Regions from separate parts of the Zea mays genome. Here region 1 is linked to region 2. The links are chromatin contacts, called in public Hi-C maps. All regions are on one chromosome and are shown on one strand. The core of a region is the stretch at or near the end of the contact, and the rest is flanking DNA. Distances in the headings are between cores, read along the strand shown.

What was found. A called contact is a pair of places that touch in the nucleus more often than the background predicts.
Region 1: a contact with region 2 is called in a Hi-C map of ear, with 2.1 times the contacts expected there. The contact joins the promoter of LOC103644219 here to the promoter of LOC100272482 in region 2. A contact is called at or near these places in 2 of 25 Hi-C or Micro-C datasets (bundle sheath and ear).

Annotation. Positions count from the first base shown.
Region 1 is chr1:297,830,170-297,836,522 of Zm-B73-REFERENCE-NAM-5.0, forward strand. It overlaps LOC103644219 (polygalacturonase ADPG2), which reads left to right and starts at 3,416. Exons shown (of 3, transcript XM_008667417.2): 1 at 3,416-4,058; 2 at 4,157-4,385; 3 at 4,479-5,275. The coding sequence starts at 3,501. The coding sequence ends at 5,119.
Region 2 is chr1:297,313,228-297,320,643 of Zm-B73-REFERENCE-NAM-5.0, forward strand. LOC100272482 reads left to right here and starts at 4,392. Exons shown (of 7, transcript NM_001146953.1): 1 at 4,392-4,779; 2 at 5,322-5,408; 3 at 5,498-5,746; 4 at 5,841-6,005; 5 at 6,214-6,267; 6 at 6,412-6,558; 7 at 6,651-7,416. The coding sequence starts at 4,630. The coding sequence ends at 7,031.

The sequences.
Region 1 (6,353 bases), core at 2,166-4,665, 520 kb after region 2:
CGGTGAATTATAGCGGAGCGGCAGTCCAGAAACCCGAAGGTGAAGAGTTGGAGTCGATCGACCCTGGTGCACAGGACACTGTCCAGTGCGTCAGACCAGGGTTCTCTTCGGTTTCTTTTGCTCCTTTCTTTTGAACCCTAACTTTACTCTTTTTATTGGTTTGTGCTGAACCTTTGGCACCTGTAGAATGTGTAATCTAGAGCAAACTAGTTAGTCCAATTATTTGTGTTGGGCAATTCAACCACCAAAATCATTTAGAAAAAGGTTTGACCCTATTTCCCTTTCATGTTGATTTGGTCAATTTTAGACATATTTTCCAAGCCTAATTTTATGGGTGGATATGGGTTGAATCAATTTTGAATTTGGTGTACAAACAAAGTTGTTTAGGTAGATCGATTATGTTTGCAAACACGTGGTTAGTTAGGGAATGCTTATCACTCCAAGTCTGCGGACTATGCATATTTCACGATATCAATAAATAGAAGATAGAAGTTCACAAAGCATCGTGTGCTTCTCGTCTTTTTAGCATATCACCGTCCCTTTTCTAAGGGTTTCTCAAGGTAACAGTCATGTTGCCGTGATGTGGAATATAATAGATTGCATCAGGGTAGTACGGTGTATCATCTTACTCTTGGTAGATCTTGTACTAAGCATTGTTATTGACAAGATGTGCTAGTTATCCTGTGTAGTGTAAATCTATCTTTATTTGTCTAAGCATCATGTTATTAAATTGATCTTATACTTCCAGATCTGTATCGCTCACTCGGTTGCTACATTCCACGATATACAACTGCAACATGTGCATATGACAACTCGAGAGTCTGATACGCACCTGACACCCAACTTTAAATGCTTTGACCGCGTTATTTGTTATGGATGGACCTCTTTGGGTCCTCAGTCATGTTTGTGTGTATGATCATCGACTCGTCGTCGCAAATGTCCTATAGTTGCTGACAAGAAACGTACTTTAGATCGGATCTCAGATGTTCCTATGAAAGGCTTGTTGTTTATATGGCCCTAGTTTCGGTTCACAATGTGGGTAATTCCAATAGTTTTTTGGCCCATCCACGCGCCTTCGGTTGTACGTGTTGCGTCCGTCTATCTATGACCAATAATATTCTAAACCATGATTCATACATGTTTATTTCCTTTTCGTTCACCTTCGATGCACGTTTACTTTTATTTACGTATTCTCTATAAACTTGGAAAAGATGATAATTGGCTCAAGGGAGTTGAATATTACAACTAGCACGGATCGATCCATGTGACCAAGCCAGAATTTGATGTTTACTTTGTTGTTGTACACCTGTAGAGCGATTCACGGACTGCCGCATACCCTCCCTGGTTGATAGGTTAAGTCAGGTGACACGCCAAGAACCCTTATTGCCTCTAACATTTAGAGATAGTCGGAGCTGCTTTAGAAGCGATGATCATAGTAGCAACGTTTCTCCTGGCTCCATGTGTGACAACTGCCCACATGATCGATCGTAGGTTTCCTAAGATGACACCTCCTGCTTTACTCTTCAAAACGATACACTCAACCGCAGTAATTTCTCTCCCTACAAGAAATGCATAGATGAAAGGGGATTTCTTGTTATGATAGGGATAATGGATTATATGTATTGAAAGTGAAAGAATTGTCTCATTAGATGTAAAAAAGGATAATTCACATCCCCGACCATCGTGGGCGAGGCGGTTGCCTCGTATAACTTATGGATATGGCATGCTTTTTCAGTGGCGGGATAGAACAACGACGTGAACGTGCTCAACCAATAATTAATTGTTCTTTGTCGACATGTTTTAAGGGTGAAGTAACAAAGGTGGACTTCATGGTAAACAGTTACGAGTATAACCGGAGGTACTACTTTGCTAATGGCATATATCTTCGATGGCCGGTATTTGTAAAGACCATCCTGCTCCCATAAAACTCCAAATAAGTGGATGTTTGTTGCATGCCTGAAAGATACACGGGAGGACATTCATATTCTTGCAACGCTAGGCTATTCTTTTTTCCCACCAGGCATTAGTGTGATTATTATACGTGTACGTGTACGTATCATTTTGTACAATATAATATAAAAATGAACGTGTACGATCGTATGACGTGGACGGCTATGAAAATAAGCAAATAAATTTTTTTTGTTGGGATTTCATGTAATTTGAAGGGGCACAATATGATTTTGTATGTTGTCATGGGCACTGAGTCTTTCCCTCCTGACTGAGACGGATGGGTGCCGGTGCCCCCGTCGGCGGGACAGTGGTACTGTGTACGTTATCACACAAGCCTTAACTGCGGATGGTGAAAACAACCGATAATGACCTCGATGCTGATCGGCAGACACGCACTGTACCTCGTCATCATCGTGACAGCCATCGTGGCTGTGCTTCGTTGTTCACCGCCGATCCGATCGATCTGCTGGACGGCCATCTGCTGCCACGCCCACGCGCACCGTCGGCTGGACGGCCGCCATCAGACTCCTGTCTCTTTGGGTCTCCCTGCTCCGATGAGTACTCATCTTGTCTCTCTTGCTAGAGCCTAGAGGTCCAGAACCGTCTCCAGCAGACACGCCTATACGGACTACAGATTCGGATGCGAATTCCCCCATACTGGGTCATATTATTACTATACAAAATAGAAACTCACTGAACAACTCGCTGCTCAAAACACAGCAAATTAACTGATATCGGTTTTCTTTTTTCTTTTCTTTTTCCTTTTTGAACAGATAAAGACCGAAAGGGCAACCAGAGCCACAGGCCACCAGCGGTGCAGAGCCTACGAGAAAGGACTGGACACTGCGGCTGCGGGCCCCCTACTACAATTTTACTTCCAGCAAAAAGTCGCAGCATAGATAGGCTTAACGGAACTGGGGGAAAAAGGACCTCCGAAAATGCAGTAGGGCAGGCCCGTGCAAATCTGGGCTAAGGAAGACAAATTCAAGCTGGGCTATGATTGGGCCTCTCTCCCTGCTAACATGATGGGCTCGGCTCATCTAGCACAGGGCACACCAAAGAATGGGGCTACTTGACCTGCACCAAGGTACATGTGCCAACTGTTTGGTGGCGAGATGCAGAATTCGAGAAATTTTGTCACGAGGATCCAGCAGGAGGCTCAGATTCAGGTTCTGTCACGGTACTCATTTTTATCCCTCTGGCGCAATACCTGAAGCAAGAATCTTATCCACGGGTTCCCTTCCGTCCGCAAGCATGGCTGCATGCTGCAGGCACGCTCCAGGCCAGCCTAACCTCTGCCCTCCGCGTGTGCGTGATCCTTCAACGGCAACGCAACCCCCAGACAGAATAGAATCCCTAGTTCGTCCCGGCGCGCGCGTCACGATCCCGACACCAAGCTGGGCAAAAACCAAAACTGCGTCGGCTCAGGTCCCCCGCGACCAGAATTTAAAGCTGAAGCCGCGAGCACGATCGCCTCCGACTTCAGTTCCGTGCTGACGACGCGATTCACTTCAGAGTTGAGGCCTGTCCATCGGTGCTTGGCGCTGCCCATGGCGTCCAGCATGAAGCCGACAATGCTCGCGTCCACGGCGGCCCTGCCCCTCCTCGCGCTCCTCCTCCTCCTCCTCCACCTCTCGTCCGGCGCTCTCGAGGCCGTAGTAGTAAGCGCGAGCAACGGCACCGCAGCCGACGGTGCGAGCTACACGTGCAGCGGGTCCCTGACGTGGCCGTCGTCGTCTCACCAGAGCGTGTTCAGCCTCGACCGCTACGGCGCCCGCGGCGACGGCAGGCACGACGACACGGGCGCGCTCGCCAGGGCGTGGGAGGCGGCGTGCGCCTCGCCGCGGCCGGCCGTCCTGCTCGTCCCCGGCGGCAGGCGCTACCTGCTCAAGCTCGTCGTCCTGCGTGGCCCGTGCAGGTCCCGCGTCGCGGTCACCGTGAAGGGCACCCTGGTGGCGTCGCCCAACAGGGCGGACTGGAGCGACAGCGACCGGAGGCACTGGATCGTGTTCCGGAGCGTCGACAGGCTCACTGTCCACGGCCGTGGCTCCATCGACGGCAACGGACACAGCTGGTGGCCGCACTCGTGCAAGATCAACAAGGCTCTGGTAGTATAAAGCTGTGGCGCCGACCGGTTCTAAAAACGAAGTGTGTGTGTCATGTGTGACCTCCTAACTGAACTGGCTTCTTCTCTCTTTCTCTATAGCCCTGCAAGGCGGCTCCAACGGCTCTGTCGTTCCACTACTGCACCAATCTAAGGGTGGAGAATCTCAAGATGATGAACAGCCAGCAGATCCACATGTCGATCGAGGACTGCGCCAGCGTGCAGGTGTCAAGGCTGTCCATCACAGCACCCGGCACGAGCCCTAACACCGACGGCATCCACATCACGCGCAGCAAAGATGTGCGCGTCACGAACTGCAAGATCAAGACAGGTACGTAGTAGTAGTAGCAGCCAACACGTACGCCAAGCCATGGACACCACTACTATGCCTTCAATTCAAACTTTTCCCTGCTCAATTTCGCAGGAGACGACTGCATGTCGATCGAGGACGGGACGCACGGCCTCCACGTCTCCGGCGTCGTCTGTGGCCCCGGGCACGGGATCAGCGTCGGGAGCCTAGGAGACGACGACTCGCGAGCGGAGGTCTCCGGCATCACCATAGACTCAGTGCAGCTACACGGCACCACCAACGGGGCCCGGATCAAGACGTACCAGGGAGGCAGCGGGTACGCCAGGGACATCACGTTCCAGAACATGGCCATGCACGGCGTCAGGAACCCGATCGTCATCGACCAGAGCTACTGCGACAGGGCCGAGGCTGAGCCGCCGTGCCGGGAGCAGAGGTCGGCGGTGCAGATCAGCGACGTCGTCTTCAGGAACATCCGGGGGACGACCGTCACCAGGGACGCCATCAGGATGAGCTGCAGCAGGGACGTCCCGTGCCGGGGCATCGTCCTGCAGAACATTGACCTCAAAATGCAGGGCGGGAAGGGACACGCGGAGAGCACCTGCCAGAATGCCAAGTGGAGAAAGTCCGGAAAGGTCGTTCCGCAGCCGTGCACCTCGAAGGAGGAGGGCAAGGTTGGGCAGCTGTTGGAGTTCCTCTTAGATCACGAGCTCGCGTCGTCTTTGCGCTCGTGGAGTTCCTGGTCACTGTGGAACTAGAGACCTGCATGCAGTTCGTCGTTTTGCTGCTGTGCTCAGTGAGTACGTCAGTGTATTTGTCATTTCCTTCACGTAAGTAGTACGTAACACCCATGCATGTATAATGTACTGTTATATATATTAATATATAGCAACCACAACCACGCATCCACATCAGCTGCTTGTATTTTAGGGGACATGACGCTTGAGATTTCAGAATCAAACATGGTGTGGCGACCTGGACAGCTCTAAACATCGCGCATAATTGGGCGTCTTGGCCTATTGTCCTGGTCCCACACCTATTTGAGCCACAAAAAAAACAACAAGAAGAAACACCCTTCTGATAAGACGGTAAACATTTCACTTATTCGGACTATGCGTGAGTGCTCAATGATCGTGGATATTATTACACACCAAAATAGATGACTAAGGGTCTAAGGCCCTGTTTGGAACTACTCGAGCTCCAGAAATTTTAGTGGATGAATTGGTGAACAGGTTATTATGTGTTCTAGAAAATCATAAAGTTACATTTACAAACCTTTATAAGACATTTGGACAAATTATTTTATTTATTGTCTAGATTAAAAATCTATAACTATTTAGATTTATATTATAAACTATAGCTCCACGTTGAAGCTGGAACCTATAGCCATGCCAAACACCCGCTAAGTATTTGAGCATAATTACCATGAATGGGTTTGTTATAGCTCGCTAGGGGTAGTGTATCATTGATGCAGACATAATCAAAAGGTTTTGACCACTGTTCATATATGATTCAAAGGTCTCAAACCTCTCAATGACAAGAGATCTTTTATCATTATCTTTGGATGGTTACTCTTCGGCACATGTGAGGATGTCTTAAGACACCCGAAATTGATTCCCTATACTAGGGTATTTAGTTTTGAGCTCAAGGGCAATGGGATACATGTTCTCAGCGGAACACTGTCACACCCGTTTCCAAGGGCAGAGCCGGGTGCATCGCATATGTGTGCCAGGATCTATTTCCACACATATGTTGACGTCACAAGTGTAATATATCAAAAGAACAATGCATAAGAGCGTAAATAACGATTATATTAACATATTACACTTCAAACAAACATAATGTCTTAACCTTTATTCATCAAAGTACAGCGAACATGGACATCCATCCACAGGAAGATGACCGGGGGTATCACTAGACTAGCATCCATGGAGTTCAGCATCATATCTTCATCTGCAACTTCTGATCAAAATTAAGCAAGGGTGAGCTCAC
Region 2 (7,416 bases), core at 3,142-5,641:
GACATCCTTTTGTTAATATCGTTTGCTCATCGGGCATTACATTATTTTGTTTCGGTTGCGATATATGAAGTATTTACCGAAAAAATAATACGTATAAGAATAAAGGAAGGGGAGAAAGAAAGAAGAGAAAAGGTGTATTTTGAGTGATCTGCGCTTGCGCATGAGCAAAAGGGACGGCTTTTCTGGTCGTCAGGTTGGATTCCCTCTGTTCGTCGCAGCTTGTGGGTGAAGCAAATGAAATGTACGCTGTGTGCGCCCTCCCCCCTGCGTGCTAAAGACGAATGTATATATATATATGCTAGTCCAAGGGAGTAGCACCTCTGCTCCGCTGGTGGTGCTAATTCATTGGTTTGAGTAGTAGTCCAAACAGCCAAATTTAATCTGAAATTAATGTACATAGCGAGTCACTGAAAGTGAAACCCTTGTTTACCGCTGCTCCCAGTGACCACACTGGCCACCGATCCGGCCCTGCTGACCTGACAAAACATCCAGGTCTGTCCTCCCGCTCCTCTAGGTCCCGTAACCAAGGCTGTAAGATCCGGTCAATCCTCACGGTCAGCCAATTTGACCATGCGCCCCTTCCTGTTCTCTCTCTCTCTCTCTACTTAATTTTTTTTTATTTTCACGCAGTCCTGTTCCTTTTTACCATACCGTGACCGCTTGCTTAATCTACACCGTATCTGTTTTTAGTACCGGCGCCGTACCAACCAAAGCCAAAACACATCCGACCCATGTCTGGAGCCTGTCGTGCACGGTGAAAGGACACGTTTTTTTTTAAAAAAAAATCCGGGGTGGTTCGTACTGGACCCTAAGAGCATCTCCAAAAGACTCTTTATTTTTTACTCTTTATTTGACTCTTTATCTGTCTCTTCATAAAGATTAAACTCTATATATAACATTTCATTCCAACAGACTCTCCAATATATAAGTTAGCTTGGCTAGCGAGAGTTGATAGCAAAATTTAGCTAGTGAGTAAGTTAATTTAGAGAGCTGAATAGCTTAGCAAGTTAAATGTCTAATCTGTTGGAGAGCTATTTTGATATTAAATAGCTAAAATTTAACTTGACAAGCTATTTAGCTAGCCTCTTGGAGATGATCTAACACCGCGCGCCCGCTGGTAAAAAATGTCGGTCTGCCTGGGAGTACTCGCCTGCAGCCTGCTGGTGACGGTGTTTAGCCGTTGCCTTTCGCCGACCCGATGCCCACTTGGGTAACGGCGTCGACTTTGACAAAAGCCCCGCCCGCTTTGCGCGTGCGTGCGCCCGGATCCAACACCGCCCGGCCGGTCTGGTTGGACTGTTGGAGGACGGTGGGGTGGTGGTCTCCGACTCTCCGTCACCGTCACCATCACCGTCACGCACGCGGCACGCGTTGATGAGCGGCTGCCAGGCATGGCCCGCGGGCGCCGTGGCCCGCGTCTCTCCTTGGGCGTGGCCGGGGGCAGGCGCACGTGCCGCGCAGGGTGACGGGTCGGGCTAGGCGGATGCCGACGGACGTCGCCTGCCACCGTGCTGGCGGTGGCATGAGCGGGCAAAGCTGGCGGGTGGGCCATGCTGGGACCCGACGGCCGACTCGACCCTACCAAACCACGACCAGCCAAACAACGTCCTAGCATGATCGCTACCTTAAACAGTTATATTACTGCTACTACCCTATGCTATTTACTCATGCCTCTCGAGCAAAATGATCTTTCTAAATGCCTGCTCTCTGGCGTAAGGTGTACGCTTGTTTTTTTCATTATTGATACCAAGAGAGAGAGAGAGAGAGAGAGAGAGCGGCATTACCTCCTGTACCATCTTACAAAGAGACGCCCGTGACTTCTCAGACCAGGTTTGGAAAATCGCGATGGTGTTCGGCCTGCGAACTGTACTCCCAACTGTAGAAACCGTAGCCGGATTAAATACACAACAAGCAGGCCGTAGAGAACAAGCTGAGCTGGTCAGCTGGTCCGTTACTATCACAATGTAAAGTTGGAAGTACTCCCTCAGAGCATACCCAACTGGAGTCTTAAATGAGCTCCTGTTTTGAAATATAAGACCCTAGAATCATCTCCAACAAGAAGTCCTATACTTGATTCCTCAAAATTTAAATAAGACCTGATTTAAAGTGTTTAGGACCATAGAAACGTTTGCAGCTCCAACAATTAAGTCCTATATCATGTTATTAGAAAATAAATTATATTATTTACGAAATAAAAAATTAGGAATAGTGTACAAATGGTGACAGGGCTCCAATGTATGAGGTACTATGGGTGTGTTTGACATGACTCTGCTCCACCCCAGAGCAGCTCTACTCTAAAACTCTGGGGGGAGCAGCTCTGCTCCAGAGTTTAGATTGTTTCTCATAACCAGTGGCAATGGCGGGTAAATAACTCAAAACTCCATGACTAGGTTGCTTTTTTGGAGTTTTCAGAGCAGCAAAAGAGGTACTCCAAAAAATTGTACTGCAGCTCCAAAAACTCCATAGAGTTTACAACTCTGGAGTTAGGGTGTTTGGCATGCTCTGGCCAGCTCTCCCTTGGAGTTTTGCTCTGGAGCCATGCCAAACAGGCCCTAAATGTAGGACCTAAGAGCCGAACCCTATAGTGGTTTGATGAATTTTTGTAAAATAGAGCCCCCGCTGGAGCATATTCTTGGTGGCAAAATTCTATATTTCAAAATAGAACCCTCATTTAGGACTTCTATTGGAGATTGGAGATGCTCTAACATCAAAAACCTGCTCCAATCGAGGTCTTATTTTCTAAAAACATCAAATAATTATAGGACCCGGTGTCTCATGTCCTAAATATAGTACCCAATATGCTAGAGTCCTATCCTCATTTAGTATACTAATATAATATAATATTTCATTTCCTAAATAACATGATCTATTTTATAATAACATGACATAAGATTTAACTGTTGGAGCTGTAAATGATTTTATAGCCCTAAACATTTTAAATCAGTTCCTGCTTTAATTTTGTAAGACTCAAGAGGCTGCCCAGATTATGAGCAGGATCACCAATCCAAAACTCCCACTCAAAACAGCCCTCCCTCCTGTTGTGACGATACAGAAGCATAAATAAAGTTGCGAATGCTAGACTGTTTTTTTCTCTCCCTAGAGCTGCTCCTCAGAAATCCCCCGCCGAAAATTACTTGCAAGTGAGAGAAATGTGTTTCCACACCAGTTTCCAAAGTTCAGATATAAGTCTATCTTAAATTTATGGGGTACATGATGAGAAATGATTTTTATGTATTAGTAGAATTTGTTTCAACTTTGTGAGTGTCGGGAAATGTTTAAAAGAGAAATGAGTTTAGTGTGTCACCGAGTCAAACCAGAGATAGCGATTGGATTCAGTGCTCAGTATCGTAACCATCGTTTACTTTTCTGTAAACTGTTCATATGTGGCTAAGAAATAATAAAATACTGTAGGTCCTCCTACAATAACTTAATTTAAAAAAACTCTGTAATTTATAGGACACTCTTCGACTCACTCCTCTATATTAAAAATATAGCACATAAATATCTCTGACTTCTTGCTAATAATAGTATACAAATATATTTTGCATAAAACTGAATTAGCTTAATTGATATATGACTAAATTACTATTATTAGAATGGAATTTAACCAATGATCCAAACGCGACGTAATAGTTTTCACGAGTGAATGGATTACAGCCTTAAGAAATGATATGTCGTGCTTATATTGTTAGCCATGCTCTAATGGTTAGACTAGAATGGTTTGCACACCAATTAGTAGGCTGACACGTCGATCTCACTGTAATAAAGTTAAGGAGGAGAGGGATCAAAATTATATGTAACTAGAACACACCCCACACACCACCCCATATATACAAAAAAACCATGCTTGCACAAAAAACAAACATAAAATTACGAAACTAGACGATATCCAATGGAAGGGACATTATAATCAGCATACAATCTGTTTAAACTTATTCATATGATCTACATTGTTATAGAGCTTTGGTTTCTTTATAAGGGCATAATAACAGCAGCAGCAGCAGTAGTAGTAATAGTAATAATAATAATAATAATAATAATAATAATAATAATAATAATAATAATAATAATAATAATAATAATAATAATATCCGTAGCAGCATTGATCACGTTCAGGCATCAACGACCCAAAGAAAGAAAACCCTGGAGGCCCACATCTCAGTGAGCATATCGGTACCCGCTTTGACGTTAGTTGCACGCCGGGTGCCCCTAATAATTTCCGGATCGTGGTGGGGGGCATTTCCGTCCAGAAGCACGAGCTGCGGAAACGGCAAAAGTGGCCGCGAGACATCGCTGTGCAGTGCAGTGCAGCAAGCGGCTAGTGGACGCACGCGCCGCTCCCAACCGAGACGACGAGCCGCCCAAGGCGACGAGCCATTACTCCCGTTTCCCCAAATCCCACCACGCAGGCAGTCAGGCACCCGCATTGTTTCAAAAATCTCGAATCGGCCCCTGGTTCTGGCAGCGCAGCCGCCGCCGGCGGACGGAGGGCCCTCTTTCCGGGTGAGGCAAGTCGAGGCCTGCTTTGCCTCGCTGTAAGCTCGCCGGAAGAGGGAACCGGGGAGGGGAAAAGACGCGCGGCAGTGGTGGAGTGGAGGTGCCAAGGCTGAGGGAGGCGCGCCGCCGCCCATGGACGCCGCGCGGTGGGTCGTGTGCCTGCTCGTGACGGTCATCTGCTTGTCGTGCGCCGCCGCCGCTACCGCCGCCGTGAGGTCGCCGGCGGCGAGGCTGCACCGCCACCTCAAGCGGCTCAACAAGCCGGCCGTGAAGAGTATCGAGGTGCGTCAACCCTGTTGTTTCCGTCGGCTTTTCGTCCCGAGGAGGCGTGCGTGTGTTCCATACTGCCATGCTTGCTGATTTGCTGTTGCTCTTGGTAGATTTGAATGGCTTGCTGGGGGTAAAAAAATGTTTTCTCTCTCTCGCTCCCCTCGGAGATTTTCCGCAGATTAATTAACGCCTTGTTAACGGCGTTCGGGAGCATTCGAGCAGGCCCAAGCGAGGAGATGGGTGTCTCTAGCTTTTGGCCACTCCTTGAGCTCGTGCTCTGATTCAATAAAAGACGACGGCTTTTGAGTCATCTTTTCTGGTTGTTCTTGAAAGGAATTCGCTTTCTTGCTATTCCTCTCACTTTTGTGAGTGTATGTGTGTGGGGTACGCTTTGTGCTTGTTCTTGTATGAAGTTCTTTCTCGCTTGACTTGGGGAAACTAATTTCTCAGAGATTGTCAAACTACTAGTCCTTCCGCGGGGAAACTATCTGTTCCAGTCCTTATCCACGCACGTCTAATTCTAATCCAGCTGTCTGCGAATTGCAAATCCGCAGAGTCCAGACGGGGACATGATAGACTGCGTGCACATCTCACACCAGCCAGCGTTTGATCACCCATACCTCAAGAACCACACGATCCAGGTAAAACTTACTCCTTTGCTGAAAGCTTGCATTAACTGAGCTGGTCTTTGCTTGGAACGCCGCAGCTAACGCCATTGTACGGTTCGCAGATGAGGCCGAACTACCACCCGGAAGGGCTGTACGAGGAATCCAAGGCCTCCAGCAGCGGTGGCGAGAGGCCTATGGCTCAGCTCTGGCATCAGAACGGGAGGTGTCCCGAAGGTACGGTCCCCATCAGGAGAACGAGGAAGGACGACCTGCTGAGGGCAAGCTCGATGCGTCGGTACGGCAGGAAGCGCCGCGCCGCCGCGAACCCGATGTCCGTCAGTCCCACCATGCTCAACGAGGGTGGGCATCAGGTACCTCTGTTCGTAGTCGTAACTATCTCCCCCTGTCGTTGAGGACTTGGGGTGGAAGAAAGAAGCTGATAACTGTCGCTGGTGACAATTGCAGCATGCCATAGCGTACGTCCAGGGCGACAAGTACTACGGCGCCAAGGCGACTATCAATGTGTGGGCGCCCAAGATCGAACAGCCCAACGAGTTCAGCTTGTCCCAGCTCTGGATCTTGGGCGGCTCATTCGGGGAGGATCTGAACAGCATCGAGGCTGGATGGCAGGTACAGAGTTAGAGAGAGAGAGAGAGAGAGGACACACACCGCAACACATGAGCTTCACATTCATAATCAGCACCGAGTAAATGCAGCACCGTTTGCGCGGTTGGTTGCCGGGCCGCGATGCAGTGTGTTTGTGTGTGTGTGTGTGTGTGTGTCATGCCATCACGAAGCCTGAATCTGAATAACTCTTGTTGCTTCTCCATTGCATCAGGTTAGCCCTGACCTCTACGGGGATAACAACACGAGGCTCTTCACGTACTGGACAGTAAGCGGCTAAGCGCCTTAATTATTATATATTCTATCTATCTTACCGCCATTGCAGCGTCTGCGAGAGAGAAACCACGTACGCGCTTCCGTTTGCAGTTTTCCTGAATGACGAGCTGTTTCTCGCTGTGTGTGGCATGTGTAGAGTGATGCGTACCAGGCGACAGGGTGCTACAACATGCTGTGCTCAGGGTTCATCCAGATCAACAACCAGATCGCCATGGGCGCCAGCATCTTCCCGACCTCGAGCTACTCCGGCTCCCAGTATGATATCAGCATACTGATCTGGAAGGTGAGGCGCGAGTGATTAAACTAAACTACTAGTCACTGACACCACATGCCAATGCCAAGTACGGGATTATCAGACAATGTGATCGCCCGCAGGACCCCAAGGAGGGCAACTGGTGGATGCAGTTCGGCAAGGACTACGTGCTGGGTTACTGGCCGTCGTTCCTCTTCTCGTACCTGGCGGACAGCGCGTCGATGGTGGAGTGGGGCGGGGAGGTGGTGAACTCGCAGGCGGACGGCGTGCACACGTCGACGCAGATGGGCAGCGGGCACTTCCCCGAGGAAGGGTTCGGCAGGGCGAGCTACTTCAAGGGGGTGCAGGTGGTGGACAGCAGCAACAACCTCGGGGCGCCCAGGGGCGGCCTGGGCACCTTCACGGAGCAGTCCAGCTGCTACGACGTGCAGAGCGGCAGCAACGCCGACTGGGGCACCTACTTCTACTACGGCGGGCCCGGGAGGAGCTCCAGCTGCCAGTAACTGGTGGGCTCTCTAGCTAGGTAGTGATGTGCGTGCTGCTGGCTTCACCTTTGTTTGTGGTAGTTTCTTCTTCTTCTTCCGATTAGTCATTAGTGCCGCCGTGCCGGGATGGCTTCTGAAGAGAAGCATGGCATGTGGTGGTGGTGGTGCCCTACCCTACCCTTGTTGTGGTGGCCTGCCTCCTTTTCCTATATGGTAGATTCACTTGTTCGTCCTTGTGGTTAGGACTGGGCATTTTTAACCCGAAAACCGAACCCGAACCGAACCCGAACCCGAATAGACCGAATAGGTCGGTTTTCGGTTTTCGGGTTCGGGTTTCGGTTCATAGATCTCTTCTGTTCGGGTATCGGTTTAGGGTTCGGTTTCCAGCCAGCCAAACCCGATT